Regions from separate parts of the Danio rerio genome. Here region 2 is linked to region 1. A link is a contact called in public Hi-C data. All regions are on one chromosome and are shown on one strand. Each heading gives the region's core, a stretch centred on a gene start, on an enhancer-like site or on the middle of the called end of the contact. The rest is flanking DNA. Distances are from core to core; before and after follow the strand shown.

Evidence for each region. Hi-C and Micro-C count contacts between places; a contact is called where the count stands out from the background.
Region 2: a contact with region 1 is called in a Hi-C map of hematopoietic stem cells, with 2.2 times the contacts expected there. The contact joins the enhancer-like site here to the promoter of atp6ap2 in region 1. A contact is called at or near these places in 2 of 18 Hi-C or Micro-C datasets (embryo and hematopoietic stem cells).

What each region holds. Positions count from the first base shown.
Region 1 is chr22:10,785,012-10,791,067 of GRCz12tu, reverse strand. It overlaps atp6ap2 (ATPase H+ transporting accessory protein 2), which reads left to right and starts at 2,457. Exons shown (of 9, transcript NM_213023.2): 1 at 2,457-2,618; 2 at 3,448-3,578; 3 at 3,679-3,807; 4 at 4,438-4,533. The coding sequence starts at 2,471. LOC137488909 (a long non-coding RNA gene) reads right to left here and starts at 2,463. Exons shown (of 3, transcript XR_011008192.2): 1 at 2,306-2,463; 2 at 2,057-2,120; 3 at 1-746.
Region 2 is chr22:11,163,620-11,169,675 of GRCz12tu, reverse strand. slc26a11 (solute carrier family 26 member 11) reads left to right here. Exons shown (of 16, transcript NM_199767.1): 3 at 1,664-1,856; 4 at 4,234-4,319; 5 at 4,452-4,531. It also overlaps a transcript of sgsh not described here. Among named protein-coding and RNA genes, the nearest start is that of sgsh, 6.5 kb to the left of the region's middle. Within about 2 kb of position 2,350, at least 9 of the 62 cell types and tissues checked have an H3K27ac peak or open chromatin away from gene starts, as enhancers often do.

The DNA of each region.
Region 1 (6,056 bases), core at 1,208-3,707:
TATCTTTGTTTACAAGTCTATATTGGGTTTACTCCCATTATATCTCCAGAATTACATTTATTTAAAAAAGCCTGTCCTTATTTATGATGTTCAGTCACAGAATATTTATTTACTGTCTGTTCCTAAAATGTGGACTGAGATGGGGGGGAAAAGGACTTTTAAATACGCAGCACCTTTTGCGTGGAATAATCAACAAAGTTTAAAAATAGTTTTCACTAAATGCTTTTAAAAACAGTCTAAATGATTTAGAACTTGAAGCACAGGCTTGCAGATGTTTTGAATAGTTTGTGTGTCAATGTGTGATTCATGTTAACGCTTAATTGTTTTTTGTTTGTTAGACCCATGTGACATGTAAAAGAGATTTTTAATCTCAATGTGTCTTTCCTGGTAAAATAAAGGTAAAATAAAGGTTAAATTCATTCATTTTCTTGTCGGCTTAGTCCCTTTATTAATCTGGGGTCGCCACAGCGGAATGAACTGCCAACTCATCCAGCAAGTTTTCACACAGCGGATGCCCTTCCAGCCGCAACCCATCTCTGGGAAACATCCACACACACATTCACACACACACTACAGACAATTTAGCCTACCCAATTCACCTGTACCGCATGTCTTTGGACTGTGGGGGAAACCGGAGCACCCGGAGGAAACCCACGCAAAGGCAGGGAGAAGTTCGAACCGAGGTTCGAACCAGCGACCTTCTTGCTGTGAGACGACAGCACTACCTACTGCGCCACTGCCTTGCCCTAAAACAAAGATTATAATAATAATATAAAATTCTGTGTGGAGTTTAAGAAATGATTTTGAATAGATTAAATCTAAATGTTATACAGAATTCTATTTTATTATATTAATATACCTCAAAATGACTTAAATGGTTTAATCTAACATAATTTGTACAGCTAAAAAGTAAGATGTAATTTAGGATAGTAACTTATCGCATATTCTGTAAACACGTTACTTTTATTAAAAAAACTAAATATAATACATATTAAAAGTGTGAAATTAGTCAAATAAAATAGTAAATAAATATTAAATATACAAACATAAAGTAAATATAAATAAAAATAAATTAAACATTATAATAAAAATACTATATTCCAAGAGCAAAAAAAAAAAAAAAAAAAAATATATATATATATATATATATATATATATACACACACACACACACACACACACACACACACACACACACACACACACACACACACACACATATATATCAATCATCATACAACATGTTTAGAAATGTGTTGAAAAAATCTCTCCGTTACATAGAAATTGGGGGAAAAAATTAACAGGAGTACTTCAACGCTATATATTTTTTCCCCCAATTTCTATTTAACGGAGAGACTTTTTCAACACATTTCTAAACATAATAATTTTAATAACTCATTTCTAATAGCTGACTTATCTTATCTTTGCCATGATGACAGTAATTAATATTTTATGGATATTTCTCAAGACACTTCTATACAGCTTAAAGTGATATTTAAAGGCTTAACTAGGTTAATTAGGCAGGTTAGGGTAATTAGGCAAGTCATTGTATAACGATGGTTTGTTCTGTAGACTATCGAAAAAAATATATAGATAAAAGGGGCTAATAATTTTGTCCTTAAATGGCTTTTAAAAAATAAACATCGTTTTAAACATCTATTTTAAACATCGTTTGGGAAATATTTAAAAAAAAAATATCAAAAGGGGGTTTAATAATTTTGACTACAACTGTGTGTATATATTCATTTAAAAAATAAATTAAAAAGAGAACAATTTATTAACTGAATCTTAGATTAGAAGTAATAATACATTGACAACAACTATATTGAAATAAATTGTTGGACAAACGTTGTATATGTGGAGGGTAAAACTTAATTTTTCCTTATAATTAGCAGAAATTATGATTTTGGGGTACCTTCAAAATATAATCTTTGGAATGGGGTCTGCAGTATGCTATTATTTGATTAAACATACAATTACTGCAAATTACGATTTTAAAAGTTACCTGAAAGGTCAAGGCAGTCTTGTAGACGGGAAAACTGTGCATAATACTAACCTTATGCTGTGTAAAATCCTTGCAGATAGTTGATGACATGTCACATGTCCTGAAGGTCACTAACCTACAGACAGATGGATGGATATATGGATAGATAGATAGATAGACAGACAGACAGACAGACAGACAGACAGACAGACAGACAGACAGACAGACAGACAGGGTCTTGTTTACATCCTTTACGGCTAGAAACGCCTCTGCTGTTAATAATTCCAGTTTAGGTCTAGTAACTTTACGTAAAATTGTTACATTTACACAATTTTCCCCTTCTAAATGTCTCTTCGCTGTAAACAATATAAATTATCAGCATTATCCAACTACATTGGTCGGAATATTGACTTTAACGAACACAAATGTCGGTAAATTCAAGTAAAGTTTGAATCCCGCGGTGGCAGTCGAAGCAGACTGAGGGAAATGTTGTTGCGTCATGACGCACGACGTCACGCGGCTGGCCCTGGTCATGTGACTGGTGTTGCGAGGAAGCGCAGTCCATCAGAAAATCGTCCCGAGATGAATCGAATAATTATGAACGCCGTATTTGCCCTTATAGGACTCTTATCAGGTAAATTGACTTTATATTTGGTCTTTGACGTGTACGTCGTTTTGTTTTATAGGGTCCAGGGGGTTTTAGCGTGTGTTTAATGAATTAATGGCGGCTGCAGTGGGATGCCATAATCCGCAGTCATGTCATTCGATTAAATATCTCCGTTATCAATGTTATCCTGTTAATTCAAGAGTATTTGGAAAGATATTGTGTTTATGTTGCACTCGGCTGTTAAATACAAAGGGGTTTAGTGTTAAATGTTGATCGTGAATGAGGAAGCCCAAGCGGGTCATGTGACAGTCATGGTTTATTTAACAAATCCTACATTTCTAATCAATATTATACTTATGATAGAAATTAAGCTTATGTATTTGTGTTTTTTATACTAGACTAGATTTCAGTGGTTTATATGACACTGGACACCCAAATCTGATAATTTCGGTGCCTCCTAAATGTAAACTGCAGATATTAATGCGTGTTTTAAAACCTAACTCAGAATAATTTATATTAAAAAATATATATTTAAAATATTTGTGGGCTATTTAGTTTCAATAATGTTTATTTAGCTATTTCTATGCATTATAGTGCTGTAATGTTTGATTCTTCTGATTTATATAATTTACAATTTCAACTGCTTTTTTACTTATTTGCTTTGTAATATTATTTTTCATTTGTTTATATTGACTTTCATGAAGTCCTGCTTGAATACAGATGTTTTAATGTACTTAAAACACACACAAAATGTCATTGCGAGGTCATTAGATACAGAAATGTCAAAGCGATTGTCATTTAATTCCAATAAAGATTATGAAAATATGTGAAAATTGATTTCTTAATTTTCTGTCAGGTGTTTTGGGGGACAGTTTGACAGTTTTGCGAAGCCCTCAGTATGTGACTTTTCGGGATGAGCAGTGGCCCATATCGGGTGAAAAGATCCCAGATTTAGTTGCTCTGACCATGGGCTTCTCTGTTCGTGAGGTATTATGTCTGTTTTTTTATTTTTCTTATTTGTTGTAATAGCACATATGATGTCTTAATGTAAACACTGTGATAAACTTGATTTTTTAAAATCTTGCAGGATCTCGATTGGCCAGGTCTGGCTGCCGGTTCACTGTTCCAGCGTCCTCGTGCTAACGCTCTAATCGTTGTGCGTGGCATCGACAGCCTGGACTTTCCAAAAAACGTGTCCTCTTACCCTCTCGAAAATGTGGGTGACACATTCTCACATGCTGGATTTATTTTATGATGTGTGTTGTGCGTTGTTTTGTCTGGCCTTTTACTGATCTTTGACTCACTTTGCAGTTTACCAGAAACTATTGAGTAAAGATAAATAACTCCCTTTAGAACCGGAAAATGGGAAGCAATGTTCATCAGCTATATTTGTAAGTTTTAGAATTGAGCAGCAGTGTAGTTTCCCCTCCAGACTTCCCCATTTTATATCATGAGACATAAGACGCTTTTATCTATCTTGGACTGTGAGGGAAACCAGAGCACTCGGAGGAAACCCATGCGAACATGCAAACTCCACACACAAACTCCTACTGACCCAGCCGAGGCTCGAAGCAGCGACCTTCTAGCTGTGAGGCGACAGCACTACCTACTGCGCCACCACGTCGCCAGATGGAACATTATTTCAGCCATATTTTATTTTCACAAATGTTCATTTTAAACATTGAAGTGGACACTGTACTTGCATTCAATTTGACAGACTACTTCTGTATATACTAAATCATGGTTCTAAATTGGGTTTGATGCAAGACCAAAATGAAACTATCTTTCTTAATGTCTGCCGTTCAGTCTAAATTTTTATCTTCCTGTCTATCTGTTTATGTTGCAGCCGGTTCCGTTCACTCTGGACAGTGTGGCGAATACAATTCACACGCTGTTTGCTGACAGCACGCCTGTGGTCTTACAGCTCGCACCCAGTGAAGAGGTATGACCATAATAAAACACTAACCACACTAATGATGCCTGCAAACAAACAAAATGCTCTGCATTGCAAACCATGCATTTGAGAATGAAGAAGTAGTGTGCAGTTTAACCCTTTATAGGGCACTTTTTGAAATATTCATCAGAAATACAATACTAATGCTTCAGGGGCTTATAACAAGACTTTTGAACTTTTATGACTTGAAAGTTGTGTTGTAATGAATGTCAATGAAGTACTATATGTGACCCTGGACCACAAAATGTGACAGTTTTGACAGTAGCCAAAAATACATTTACAAGTAAAAGCTCATGTTCCATGAAAATATTTTATAAATGTTCTACTTTAAATATATCAAAACAAAATTTTGATTTGTAGCATGGATTGCTAAGAATTTAATTTGGACAATTATTATTATTATTATTATTATTATTATTTTATTGAAGTTTTTATAAAGATAGTATACAAATAACATTTACTTAGAATGTTTACAATCACAAAAAAGAAACAAATAGAAAGAAAACAATAATTGATAAATATTATAATAATAGATAAATAATATTGACAGCTTAAAAATAAAAAAGAGGGGGAGGGGGGGGGGGGGTTAATAAATAAATAAACTTCAATATAAAGGCAATAACTAGGACAAAGACAAAACCCCTGACAGCCTTTCAAAGATCAAGTAAGTATGTTTCAAATAATGCCCTGGTCTATTGGAAAAAGTTTGATTTCAAGTCATTTTGTCAAATACATATATATTTCTGTTTCAACCTCTGTGTCCATTCTGTTGAAGTAGGTTGTCGGGTCTTCATCCAGTTCACTGTAATTATTTTCCTAGCTGTTATTAATAATTTATGTAGTGCAAATAGGTGAGACTGACTGAATTGATCAGGGGGAAGCCATAAAGCATAAAAAATACTGGGTGCATTGGTATGTCATATTCTAAAACGTTTTTAATCTCCCTGGTAACCTCGTGCCAATACACTTGTATTTTGGGACATTCTCAAAATATGTGAACAAAGTCCCACACCTCTCAAACAATCTCTCCAGCATTGTGATAATTGTTTAGAACTATTGAATTTGGCGACCACTAATAAAACTCTGAAAAACCCCCATCTTCATCTTCCAGTCGAATCATCATCCTTCCATATTTGACTGCTTATACCCTTGTGACAATTTGTGCATATTTGTTCCCACATTTCATCCTCTATTATAGTGTTTAATTCTAATTCCCAATCTCTTTTGAGGTAATAAGAGTCATCAGATTTGTCCTGCATCAATTTTCTATATAAATGGGCTAATTTGGAAAAATTTAAAGGCGATTTTCTCAATATTTACATTTATTTTAACCATACACCAATGTAAAGCTTATTAAATTTCATGCGATGTATTAATCCCAATTTTCAAAAACAAAATTGACTCTTCTGACACCAACAATATATATAATATACCAAAGGTGCACAAATTTTACCACATTGTCAATATAAGAACTAAAACAAACACGCCCATAACCCAACAGCAACCACCCC
Region 2 (6,056 bases), core at 1,101-3,600, 380 kb before region 1:
TTAACTAATATGAAAATGTTCATCTGATTTATGTACAATCCAGTTTGTACAGTAATATTTTCTGTCTTTTAGTAGAGATATTATATGAGAAACTTGCTTTGTGTCCCAAATAATGGATCTAATTGGATTTGCATTTTAAATATAAAATAAAAGTTATATATATATATATATATATATATATATATATATATATATATATATATTTTTTTTTTTTTTTTTTTTTTTTTTTTTTATATTAAGGTTTTAGTTATGATACTCCCAAAATAATTCCGCAGAAATCCGCAGATTTTTTTCCAAAATTCTCAATGGAAATAACAAAAAACCTCCGCAGATTCCGTCTGGCCCTAGCAATTGCTCTGTTGTGTTGTTCATGTGAATGAGTGTGAATGCTGACTTTAAAACCTTTGTTAGCACCAAACAAGACTGGGACCACTAAAAAGCTTCCAAAATGAAGTCTGATCCGGTTACACTGAAATACTGTATGAATGCAACAAAAGCTCAAAAGATCTAAATGAATGAGCTATAAACAGGGCGTTATGGCCAAAACTAAAATTTGTTACAATTTTGAATGAGGGGAGCACAGTGGTTCAGTGGTTAGCACTGTCGCCTCACAGCAGGAAGGTCACTGGTTCGAGTCCCGGCTGGGTCAGTTGGCATTTCTATTTGGAGTTCTGCATTTCATGTGGGTTTCCTCCAGGTGCTCTGGTTTTCCCCACAGTCCAAACATATGAGCTATAGATGAAGTAAATTGGCCGGAGTGAGTGTGTGTGTGTGTGTGTGTGTTTGTGTGTGTGTGTTTGTGTATGTGTGTGTATGAGTGTTTCCCAGTACTGGGTTGCAGCTGGAAGGGTATCCGCTGAGTAAAACCTATGCTGGAATAGTTGGTGGTTCATTCTGCTGTGGCGACCCCTGATAAATAAGGAACTAAGCCGAAGTAAAATTAATTTTGAATGTTAAATATTACATTATATTTGTTTTCTAATTTTGTTGTCTTTAGTGGAAGGATATAATTAGATTTTTCAACTTAACAAATGTAACATTAGTAAAATAATTCATTTCTTTAATTAATCCTGCTTCTCTGGGATTTTCACTTATGTAGAATCTGGTTATTTAAATAGCAAAACACTATAGGAATGATGAATGCTTGATTCTGATTGGCTGATGGATATTTTAAGGTGTGGCGTTATTTTCATTTAAACAATGGCTGAAGTAGTTCCAGGCAAGACGGCATTACAGTTTCATATCACTACGCTGAATGATTTCAGTTATTGCAAAGCCTAAAATTGTCACGAAAATCACAACAAAACAAAACAAAAGGCTTTCAATGAGATGCGGAAGAATCTAGTCCTACACACTGGAGCAGTTTAAGGTCAAAAACCTGACAAATTTCTGAAATACAGCATCTGAACAGCATTGTTAGGTGTGGTAATCGTAGTATAAGCAAAATAACTGCCTCCAGTCCGTTAAGGTGTGCACTATTTCGGAATAATTCAACGGCTCATGATTATCAGTTTTACTTTTTATAATATTAAACTATTTATACTGTATTTATGATCAAACAAATACTTGGTGAAGATAAAAGGCAACTTTCTGAATTATCACAAATCATAATTATATACATTTTTGACCATAAATCTGTGTGTTGTGCTTGTGTGTTTTTCAGTACGGTCTGTATTCTGCATTTATGGGTGGTTTCATCTACTGTATATTCGGCACGTCTAAAGACATTACTCTAGGCCCAACAGCCATCATGTCTCTGCTGTGTTCGTCCTACATCACTGGAGATCCTGTGTTTGCTGTGGTTCTTACGCTGCTGTGTGGCGTCATACAGACGGGAATGGCTCTACTGAGGCTGGGTGAGATGGAAAATGTTTTAAATAAATAATAATAATTATAAATATGGAAATAATTATAGGATCAATGAATTTATTAGGTATGAGTTTAAGTAAAATGTTAATATTTGTTTTATTCAATGAACACTGTAAATGAAATGCTGCATCCCAACACATATCAATTAAGTTAACTTAATCATCTTTACCAATTTAAGTGGATTGAACATAAAACAATTAAGTTGTCCCAAATAAACCTTAAGAATTTCGTTATTTCAAATTCAATTTTAAACAAGTTGTTTAAACAAGCAGCAAACATCATTCTATGAGTGAAGGTCTTATAACCTTTCTTGCATATTTCATTTTGGATATTTTCCCCCAGAAGTTCAGAATGAGGATTTTTTTTTATTTGTTGTTCCTGAAAACTAGGCTAATTCCACCAAATATGGATTTCATAACTTTTCTTAAGCTACAATTGAATGAATATCCATAAAAATATGGTACTTTTTTATTTGAGGTGCAATAAAATCCTCTAAATTAAAAAAACAACCTATTTTAAATTGGTATTATTATAAAATAAAACAACGTTCAATGTAGATTTGAAGTCAGACGTTTCAAATTATCAGCGTGAATTGCGGCTGGCGAGAAGTGTGAGCTGACTTGACAGTCTGTAAATCAGTGTCGTCTTGAAAACAGGAAGCTGGTGTATCTTTAACTATTAGATTGTATTACTTCCTGTGCAACTTCCTCTTCATGTCTGTGAAAGTGCAGACCAAAGTGTAGCAACAGGTCTTTGAAATGCGACAGCTGAGGTTGTAGAAGCGGCTGAGTTGAATAATAAATCACACCTCAGAGGGAACTTGTTGACGGCGATAAAAGATAATATTGTTAAAGTTATTATTATTATTTTTGTGTAATGAGTAATAAAAAAAACATTAAAAGCTTTTGTGTTATTGAGAGTTTTTTTATGATTGTTGCAGATTTAGGGCCTTATCATACACCCGGCGCAATGTGGGGCAAGGCACAACGCAATTGTTGTTTGCTAGTTTCAGCTCGGTGCAAGAGTCGTTTTGACATTTTGCGCTACGCTTTTTAACTAGCAAATGCATTTGCGCTCATATGTGCACCCATAGGTGCTCTGGTCTAAAAAGGAAGGCGTTCTGAGGCGCACTGCTGGCGCGTTGCTATTTTGAGAAACTATAATAGATTTTTCAATAGACCAGAACAAAGCCGGTCTAAAGTCCAGCGCAGAGCGCGTTAGTTATGCGCCTCGCTTACACACTGCTTAATACACACAAGATGTAGAGCAATATGCAAATATCTTTACATATGAAAAATAATTAAAATATTAAGGATATATATAGGATATAATAAGGATATATATAGGATATAAATATAAATGATAAAAATATTAAAAAACAAATTATTTTCCAGGCTACATAAATTTAAAAAGCACTGCCTTTATGCCTTCTTCATCTCAGGAGTCTTTTTTAGTTCATTCATAACAATTTGTTTTTGTATAATGTTATGATTATTAGCAGTATTATTTATTATATGCATATATGCATAAGCCGTTCAATCTGCAACTCATCACTGGGAAACACCCATACACTCTTATTCACACACATACACTACGGACAATTTAGATTTAGGAAATCCACGCGAACATGGGGAGAACATGCAAACTCCACACAGAAATGCCAACTGACCCAGCCGTGGCTCGAACCAGCGACTTTCTTGCTATGAGGCGACAGCGCTATCTACTGCGCCGCCTAATGTTTCTATAATAAAAAATTAAATCTGCCTAAATTGATTATTTACATTACGATAATATGAAATTAAATGTATTTTTACTGCTTTTTACAATAGCTAAATATAAATTGAATCAAATAATCAATTTTTCTTTTATGCCAAAAATCATAAGGATATTATATAAAGATCATGTTTCATGAAGATATTTATTAATTCTCCTACTGAGAATATATCAAAACTCTAATTGAAATACTTCATTTGGTCAACTTAAAAGGTAATTTTCTCAGTATTTAATTTTTTAACCTTTTTTTTAAAGCTTTTAGATTTTCAAATAATATCTTGTCCTAACAAACCATACATAAATGGAAGCTTTCAGATTATATATAAATCTCTATTATTAGTTTTAAAGGACACTTATGACTGATTTCAGCCAGAGTCACGTATAAAAAAAGGATAAATTATAACAAATAAATAATGTACATAAATCATTGTTTTCAGAAATATTATCACATTAATTATACTTTTTTAAGTTTAACCTCATGCATTTTTTGCATAAAAAAATGTTTTTTTTTCTATATTTAATGTATTTTTTTATGTTTTTATTCTTGAATTTGACAGTCAGCTCATCTGCTTGTTGGTGTTTGTTTATCAGGGTTCCTCCTGGATTTCATCTCATATCCAGTGATTAAAGGCTTCACCTGCGCGGCTGCGGTCACCATCGGCTTCGGTCAGGTCAAGGTCAGAGCTTTACTCGCAATCAATCACTCAGCTTCTCTTCATAGTCACTTTATTGATCCTAAATGTGCTTTGTTTCACTTTCACTTTAAATTTCCATATTTTCACGTTCAATCCACTTCATTTGTCTTGCAGAACATTCTAGGTCTGAAAGAGATCCCGCAGCAGTTCTTCCTACAGGTTTACTACACATTTCACAAGATCCCTGAGGCCCGGTGAGCTCTGATTTATGTCTGACCGATTACCATTGGTCAATATGAAATGGATGCAGTTTAGTTTGTTTTTGAGTATGAAAAATTATGGGGCGGAGCTTGATTTTATTTATTGGGAATCGATTGGATGGTTGAGGCTTGTTGACAGCCAGGATTTGGGATATTTATCAGCTACAATAAACTACAAAAAGTTCAACAAACAAGATGTTGCTTTTGTTTTCAGAAATTGTTTTCATTCCTAAACTAATCAAGTGAGTAAATCTGATTCAGTAACCCTTTTATTCATAGAGAATCATTTGCTATATTTCTAACTGAATCAGCTGTTTTGAAAAAATCATTTGAATTCATTCAGGGACTTGTCGCCACTGACTAGTGGTTTTATCTACACAACAGAGTCACTGTTTCTGTTTTGCTAATAAAAATAATTCCAAGCAAAGCCAAAACGAAACATTTGTGAGTCTTAGTGAATCTTATTTTGAACTAATCAGACGAGTGAATGATTCATTCATATAAACAAAAAGGTCACTTGCTTTGTTTCTCAGTGAGAGTAGTTTGATTCTTTAATTCTTTGTTTCTCAGTTCTTTTCTGTTGTCAGCAATTGTTTGAATGACACATTTAGTCAATCACTCATTTAAAGAGGGAGTCGTTGCCTCCTGCTGGCAGTTTTAATGATATATTTATCAATTTTAAGCACAATTTTGTCCCTTTTTTAGTTTTCGCTAATGAAAATAGTCCAAAAACAAGATTAGAAAGAAAATAACTTGCATTGTTTCTAAATGAATCATTTGAATGCATCATTTAAATAACTTCAGAGACTAGTCCACCACCTACTGATGTTTTTTTATTGCCAGTAGTGCCAAACAAATGCCAAACAAATGCCAAACAAATGCAGAACATTTGTATGTATCAAAGCTACAACATTTTGCTTTTTAGTGAAATCGTATTTTGAACTCATTAGATGAGTCAATGATTCAATGTTCCATTCATAAAGATCTATTTCTTACTTTCTCAGCTGTTTTGAACAGATTTGAATGGTTCTTATTAAGACCTACTAAAAGTTTTAGTCTCATATTTGTCTACTTAAGATGCCAATATTATCGAATATTTTCACCAATTGTTTCCCCAATAAAAATAATCCAAAAATGTTCTTTAAAGGAAATTACTTGCATTGTTTCTAAATTAATCGGCCATTTAGGGTTATGAGGATGGTGAGGCTATAAGAGCAGTGTCCTTTGAATTTATTGAGGCACTTGTCGCTACATACTGGTGTGTTTTTTTTTTTTTTTTCAATAAACATTTGTGCATCTCAGAGCGTCACTTTTTTTTAATGAATGTTTTGGACTCTCAGTAATTATTTCAAACCACACTGAACAAAGCTAAACTGAACTGAACTTAAACACTAAAAACTGAACTACCCTGATCCAGTTACTATGACCATTTATGTGAAGCTGCTTTGACACAATCGACATTGTAAAAGCGCTATAAAAAAAAAGCTGAATTAAAAAATTGAAATTGAATTGAATCTTA